Linked DNA regions of Sus scrofa: region 1 is linked to region 2. The links are chromatin contacts, called in public Hi-C maps. All regions are on one chromosome and are shown on one strand. Each heading gives the region's core, a stretch centred on a gene start, on an enhancer-like site or on the middle of the called end of the contact. The rest is flanking DNA. Distances are from core to core; before and after follow the strand shown. Region 1 has its middle 360 kb from the start of TRNAE-UUC. Region 2 has its middle 75 kb from the start of MIR181B-1.

What was found. Hi-C and Micro-C count contacts between places; a contact is called where the count stands out from the background.
Region 1: a Hi-C map of embryonic fibroblasts shows a contact between it and region 2, with 3 times the contacts expected there. The contact joins two enhancer-like sites. A contact is called at or near these places in 1 of 47 Hi-C or Micro-C datasets (embryonic fibroblasts) and 1 of 2 datasets of contacts at active chromatin or transcription factors (skeletal muscle).

What each region holds. Positions count from the first base shown.
Region 1 is chr10:22,275,528-22,279,319 of Sscrofa11.1, forward strand. No RefSeq gene overlaps it. Among named protein-coding and RNA genes, the nearest start is that of TRNAE-UUC, 360 kb to the left of the region's middle. Within about 2 kb of position 2,219, at least 32 of the 83 cell types and tissues checked have an H3K27ac peak or open chromatin away from gene starts, as enhancers often do. A contact at or near this core is called in embryonic fibroblasts and skeletal muscle, where this site is marked.
Region 2 is chr10:21,620,025-21,623,565 of Sscrofa11.1, forward strand. No RefSeq gene overlaps it. Among named protein-coding and RNA genes, the nearest start is that of MIR181B-1, 75 kb to the right of the region's middle. Within about 2 kb of position 1,682, at least 21 of the 83 cell types and tissues checked have an H3K27ac peak or open chromatin away from gene starts, as enhancers often do. A contact at or near this core is called in embryonic fibroblasts and skeletal muscle, where this site is marked.

The sequences.
Region 1 (3,792 bases), core at 969-3,468, 660 kb after region 2:
TATTAGTTCGCTACAGCTGCTCTAACAAATTTCCACAAACTGAACAGCTCTGAGCAACATAAATTCAATTTTTTGCCCACAGTTTAGGAGGCTGGAAGTCCAAAGCCAAGGTGTTGGCAGGGCCATGCTCCCTCTGAAGGTCTAGGAAAGAATCCTTCTTTGCTTCCACTTACAATTCTTGGTGTTCTTTTGCTCATGGCAACATGACTCTAAGCTCTGCATCTGAGATCAGATGGCCTTCTTCCCTGTTCTGCATCCAAATGTTTTTCTATTCTTTCAAGAACACTAGTTATTCAGTGAGGGTCCACTCTAACCCATCTTAACTTGGTTATTTCTGTAAAGACCCTATATCCAAATAAGATCATATTTTGAGGTTCTAGGCGGGTGTGAAGTTTTGTGCAAACACTATTCAACCCCATACATGGGGTGTCACCAAGCTCTTTCTCTGCCTAGAGCCTTTGCACCACCTGCAAAGTAACTGAGATTCTTTGATTCTATCAGTACTTTTTAAATCTCACCTCCTCAGAGAGGAGTATGTCTACCTGGATTTTTTGTATTTCTCACAACATGTAATTATTTGTTTACTTTCACCTTCAGAAGAATACAATCTCCCTGGGATTGCAGAGTCCATGCCTGTTTCACTTATTTATCTTAGCATCTGGCATTATCCTTGACACATGGTAGAATTAAGAAATAAATCAATGGATGAGTGATTAGAAGGAGGAATGGGTGCATGGATGGAATGAGTGACTGTAAACAATGGACATTTTCTATTTAATTATACTCGTTTAATATTTTGCTTTTTGCTCTAATGATTATTATATTTGTATGCTTATCTGTTTATATCTGAGTTAATATCTACAGAAAATATTGAGGGCCTTTGATGGGGCAATGTCTAGGAGAAAAAAATGAGAACACCTGGATTCAAAACTTGCTCCCAGAAGCTTATAATTTAAGATAGAAGAAACAGATATTTTAGAAAGAAAATAATAATCACCTTTAGGAGTTTTATCTTAATGGTTGCATTAACTCAACATAATCAAAAAACTGCAACGTTTTAGGTTCATATATAGTTTACATTCTTCTAAAGTTTACACTGAGTAGCAATAAACAAGGCTTTATTAAAGGGTCTGGCACATAAAAAACATTCAATAACTACTAGTGGGATAAATTAGGGAATGGTTTGTAAAGAGGCAGAAGAACCCAACCATTATCTCTAAGAAACAGGCACAGTTTTTGCAGAGCTGAAACTGGCAGAAATCATTAATACCTATAGTGTTCATGAAAGTCTTTCCCAGCAGAATTCCTGGTTGGACTGACTTGTGTGTGGCAAAGTTTGTCTTGCTGTTTGAAAATTTGCGAGAAAGAATCTCCAAATGATAACCAGCTTAGCTGGATGCCTCTCTATTTAATTTGGGAAGACTCCATGATCCCTTTCAGAGAAGGATTGATTGGATTTTTCGTTAATTAAATCCTCCATCTAAGCACGAAAAAGCTCAGGAGTAAACTGAGGATACCATGTGAAAAACAGCATGTTTCACATATATGGGCTGGATTGCAATGGGGCACTTTAAATATATATATTCTTGTCCTCCCCTGGATAGGAGAGTGAAATTTGACTTTTCTGACATAGTACTAAACATGTCTGCTGACAGTCTGAGCCATGGTGTTGGCAGTTGTCTTGGCAAAATGCCTGAGGCTGTGTTACTAATTTATCAGCATTGCCATGCGTATCTGAGCTGGCTTTCTATAATTTTCTTGCTCTCATTCTCTTGGACCCTTAACTGCATTCTCCATATTAGGAGTTAACAGCACTTCTTCCTTTCACGGCACCTGCCATTAGATGAATAATTGTATTCATCCCTGTCCAGGAACCCTTTGAAAATTCCTTTGTTGATCAGCCACACAGCTGTATCCTGAACCTCCGCTGTCAGAGGCCCTTGGAAACGGCTCTCCTAACTCCTTATTGTCCAGCCCGGGACACCGCTCCCCTTGCCTGTGTGCTCCTTGCAAATAACGTCGTCTTGCGTTTCTGACATGATCCTGGACAGTCAAGCTGGTGCTTTTCTTCTCCTGGAGATGAAGGAGCGGGAGTGATTAGTCCTCCTCTCCCTCCCCCCCTCCCCATGTGCTCAGATCTGGGAGCTGCTCTGAGCCTAGACCTGCCTACACGCGTCACAGGCGCTGTCAATTAGGGGAACAGACGTCAATTGGGAGAACCGACAAGCAGGCAGGGCCCTGGCGCTGAACTGTGTCATGTGCCGACTCTGGTTTACACAGAATGAGAGTGGGGCAGTGAGGATCTCTCTGACTCATGGAGTGTTCTTTTTGAAGAGGGCTTTGTGATGTTTGACAGAGGAAGGAAGGAATTCGGACAAAACAAGGGAAGGAAGAATTTGTTATTTCTTGCCACCAGCCAAGTCTCTGGTTCCGGTTCCCAAGAATATAACTTTAATGTATAAGACACATACAAACCTAATTATATATCATTTAAAATTTGATCGGGAGCAACACCATGTCTTTGGAGTCAAGTTCTCTCTTTTGAGCTTACAAAAATAGGAACATGAGAAAAAAAAAAAAAGAGAGAATCATAGTGGATCCCCTACTGCAAATTCCATCACTGATATGTGTGGTTAACACCAATATGGGTGTTGAGTAAACCTAATGCATTATATCTTCTTTAAAAAAATTATGTCTGCTGCATATACATACCATGCTACAATAAGGAGCATGTTTGGATCTTCAGCAAAATGTAAGTAGGATAGTGGTGGGGAAGCGAAAAAAAAATAAAATACAAATTGAGACACAAAAATGAATAAGTTTGGAGAATAATAACAGCTTACACATAAAGCAAATTAATGCCAGATTAATTCAATTATTCATGAAAAGCTATGTGTTATTCTCCTTTATTCAGATAAAATTAAAAGGGATATATTTAATAGAAAACAAAACACAAACTTGGCACATAGATGTGCACATGATAGAAGTTCTTCCATTAATTCAGTAGTAAAGAATTCTAAGGTTCAATTAAACTTTTAGATAATGTGATACCACTTCAGTACACAAATGGCCATGTAAAAGAAACTTGGATTATATAGTAAAATAAATTGTTCTGTGTACTCTTAAAGGTATAAGTTATTTGGAGTACAAGGGAGTCTTCAAATATTAACCCTTAATAAAATGCCAAAACCATCTTTTAAAAGGTAAATAGAAGAAATAAGGTAAATACAACCTGGAAATATTATGGCAATGCTGTTGTCCAGAAAGTTTAAAACCTAGAACCATGCTTCACTGTGTCACCTGCAAATAAGCTAAGGCACAAAGCTTTACATTAAAAAGATGTTAGGAGTTCCCGTCATCGTGGCTCAGTGGTTAACGAATCCCACTAGGAACCATGAGGTTTGCAGGTTCGATCCCTGGCCTCGCTCAGTGGGTTAAGGATCTGGCGTTGCCATGAGCTGTGGTGTAGGTCGCAGATGCAGCTCGGATCCTGTGTCGCGGTGGCTGTGGTGTAGGCCAGTGGCTACAGCTCTGATTAGATCCTTAGCCTGGGAACCTCCATATGCTGTGGGTGTGGCCCTAAAAAAGACAAAATAATAATAATAATAATAAAAGATGTGAGAAACCTGAAATCATGCTGAAAGGATCTTTTCCTGTTTTTTTCATCCAAAAGTAAAAATGTCCCCACTGAAGCTCACCATGGAGAAAAGTATCTGTAAGGGATAATATTTCAGTTGTGCTGACCCTTATTTTCTTAACGTGATAGTTTGCATGTCACTACAAGGCTTTCTG
Region 2 (3,541 bases), core at 432-2,931:
TAACCCACTGAGCAAGGCCAGGGATTGAACCCAAAACCTCATGGTTCCTAGTCGGATTCGTTAACCACTGAGCCATGACAGGAACTCCCTGAAGTTGGTTTCTTAACTCACTGTGCCACAGGGGGAACTCCTGTGTTTTTCCTCTTATGTATTCACGTCTTTTTTATTTTTTATTTTTTTCTATTTGTGCTACTGCTGTGCACAGCCCTTGATTCCTAGAGAAACTGTTGACTTTACCTCTCACCTTTGGCTAAAAATATAGAGTTGCTTAACTCTTTAGATTTTTCTTTTATCCTCAATAATGCCTTGACTTGCTTTTTGCCCCAAAGAAACCCACAAAGAGAATTGGGGGGGGGGAGCCCATTATTTTCCTCTGCTTTTAGAAACTGAACCAATTAGTGAGGTGCAATCAACTTCTACAATATTCCTCTAACAAACTAAATATACTGCACACAGAATAGGTTTAGACATCTTCCCTCCACCGAGTTTATTTAAGGCTCTTTGGCAGGAACTCGTGCTGGAATAGGCAGCTTCTTGGATGCTTTCAACTTGCAATTTGACACCTAATGGTTTTCCTCTTGGCTGAGAAACTCCATAAACAGAAGTGAGCAAGAGACCATGTGACTCCAGTGCTCTGGGCAGCTCAGATCCCTGGAAAGGAGGGGTTGGGGGCAGGGACAGAGGCTGCTCCTGGCTGCTGTTTTAAGATGCATCCAACAACGAAAACATCCTTTCTCAGAGGCATGAGTCCGTGTCCTCAAGAGCCAGGGCATTTGCTTGGGCCCCAGGAGCTGGGGGAACCTGCTGCTCCATCTTGGGTGAGGTGTCTGCTTTCAAACAGCTCCCTGCCCTTTTGCTGCAAAGGCAGTGTGAGGGAGTAGGAAAAGCCTTCAGAGCTGAAAGTCTGCACTTGGTGTGCCCAACACCCGTTGTACAATTGGGGGCAGGTTCCTTTGCTGTTCTTCCATTCAGGTTTTCATTGCTAAAATGGGGATGATGGTTTAAAATGACTCTCATCAAGCCAATAACCCCAGGCTTGGGCTAAGCATGCTAGGTTGTCTCATTTCCTCCCAAGCAGAAAGCCAAGCCAGCAGCTGAGTTTGAGGGTGGGCCTGTTTGCTGCCCTCTCCAAGCCCCCGGCTTCTCATCTCCAACCTGGAAATCACAAGAGGTCTTACCTCCCAAGGGGTGTTGGGAAGATGACGCAAGAGAATGTGAAAAAAAGTTACGAGAGTGATGGACGCATAATAAGTACTCAGTTGATGATGGCTGTTATTAACAGCCCTCAAAAGGTAGTTATTACCCCTTTAAAGATGTGGAAATTGGAGTTCTCTTGTGATGCAGTGGGTGGAAGATCCGGTTTGTCACTGCTATGGCACAGGTTTGATCCCTGACCCAGGAACTTCCATATGCCACAGGTATGCCACCCCCCGCCAAAAAAAGGTGGAAATTAGTACCAATAACAGTGGCTACTGCGTAGACCTGAGATTCAAGCTTAGGTCCATTGGCTATTAAAACGGGGCTCAAACCACCCCTGATAAAAATTGCTGTTGCCAGCAATTTGGGCCTCACTCTCATCCTCTGTGCCTCCCTCCCTCCCCGCCGCCTGCCTCCACTGGGCCCCCTGATCTCTGAATCATCCCAACACTCAGCTCTATTCTTCTGGTTCCCAGACCAAGGCTGAGTGGAGGGAGGAAGTTCCAAACCAGACTCAGCCTCTCCATCCTTTGAGGCTGGAGACTGAGTCACTCTTCCTGTGCACTGAGGACAAAGCGTTCCAGGGCTAACCACAGAGTCCTGTCTGTTCACTAAGGAAACCCCCGCAGTGGTCTCACAAAGGAGAGGAAAGCCTGGCCCGGCTGGCCACCGCCTCTCACGATGCCCATCCCCCTTGGTCGCCTTGCCACGGTCCCCATCCCGTTCTCCCTCCTGTGCTCCTGTTCCCACACCCAGGATCAGCTTGCTGTCGCCAATAACAAGGGCACTGGGATTGGCACATGGTACACAGCCCCTCTAATATATGTCATGGTCTTCAAGGCAACTCTTAGCGCCTCCAATTTCCATTGAGGAAAAACCAACTCAGAAGGATTACAGAATGCACCTGAGGACACATTAGCATTTATAAAAACAGCCATCTTTTGCATTTATTCTTTTTTTTTTTTTTTTTTTGTCTTTGTGCCTTTTCTAGGGTTGCTGCTGCGACATATGGAGTTCCCAGGCTAGGGGTCGAATCGGAGCTGTAGCCACCGGCCTCTGCCAGAGCCACAGCAACGCAGGATCCGAGCCACATCTGCAACCTACACCACAGCTCATGGCAACGCCAGATCATTAACCCACTGAGCAAGGTCAGGGATCGAACCCGCAACCTCATGGTTCCTAGTTGGATTTGTTTCTGCTGCGCCACGACAGGAACTCCTATTCTTTATGGATGTATTGAAATCACCTAGAATGAGATTTGTCAACCTCAGTGCTATTCTAGCAATATTCTCCTTGGAAGTGGAAAGGGTTTGCCATTACCTTTTCATGGCTGAACACAGAGGGAGCACCCATTGTCAACCCCCATTTTATCACCTCCACTTGAGTGCTGGTGGCTGAACTCAGCTATGCGGCCACACTTAGCGCTGGGGAGGCTGGGGTGTGTGGCTGTTCTTTTGTGTCCATATAAAAATCAGAGACTGTGGAATTCACATCGTGGCTCAAAGGAAACAAATCTGACTAGTATCTCTGAGGATGCGGGTTCCATCTCTGGCCTTGCTCAGTGGGTTAAGGCTCTGATGGTGCCATGAGCTGTGGTGGAGGTTGCAGACGCGGCTCGGATCTCACGTCGCTGTGGCTGTGGCGTAGGCTGGCAGCTGCAGCTCCGATTCGACTCCTAGCCTGGGAACCTTCATATGCCATGGGTGCAGCCCTAAAAAGCAAAAAGCAAAAGAAAAACAAAATAAAAATCAGAGATTGTGATGGTTAATTTTATGTGTCAACTTGACCAGGCTAAATGATACCCAGACAGCTGGTAAAGCATTATTTCTGGGAGTGTGTCTGTAAGGATGTTTCTGCAAAAGATGGGCATGTGATGCAGTGGACCGGGTGAAGAAATAGCCCCTCACCAAGGTGGGTGGCCTCACCCAGGGCCTGGAGAGCCCAGACGGAGCAGAAAGTAAAGGTAGGATGAACCCGCTCTCTCTTCTTGGGCTGGGCTGTCCACCTTTTCCTTCCCTTGGGTACCAAGACCCCTGGTTCTCAGACTCAATCACACCAGCATCTCCCCTGGGTCTCCAGCCTACAGATGCGGTGGGGAGGAGTGTCTTGGCCTCCACCACCTTGTGGAGCAAGTCCCAAAACCCTTCCCTTCTTACCTCTCTCTCTATTTCCTATCAGTTCTGTTTCTCTGAGGAACCCTGCTTCATGCACGGATTCTACTGTTGTAGAAAAACGAAAAGGGAACTTGGAACCCACTAGCACTTTCTGCTCCCAGCACTCTACAGTGTGGTCATCCGTCTCAAGGGCCTCATGACTGCGAGAGCTTGGTGAACCCTAAGGAAAA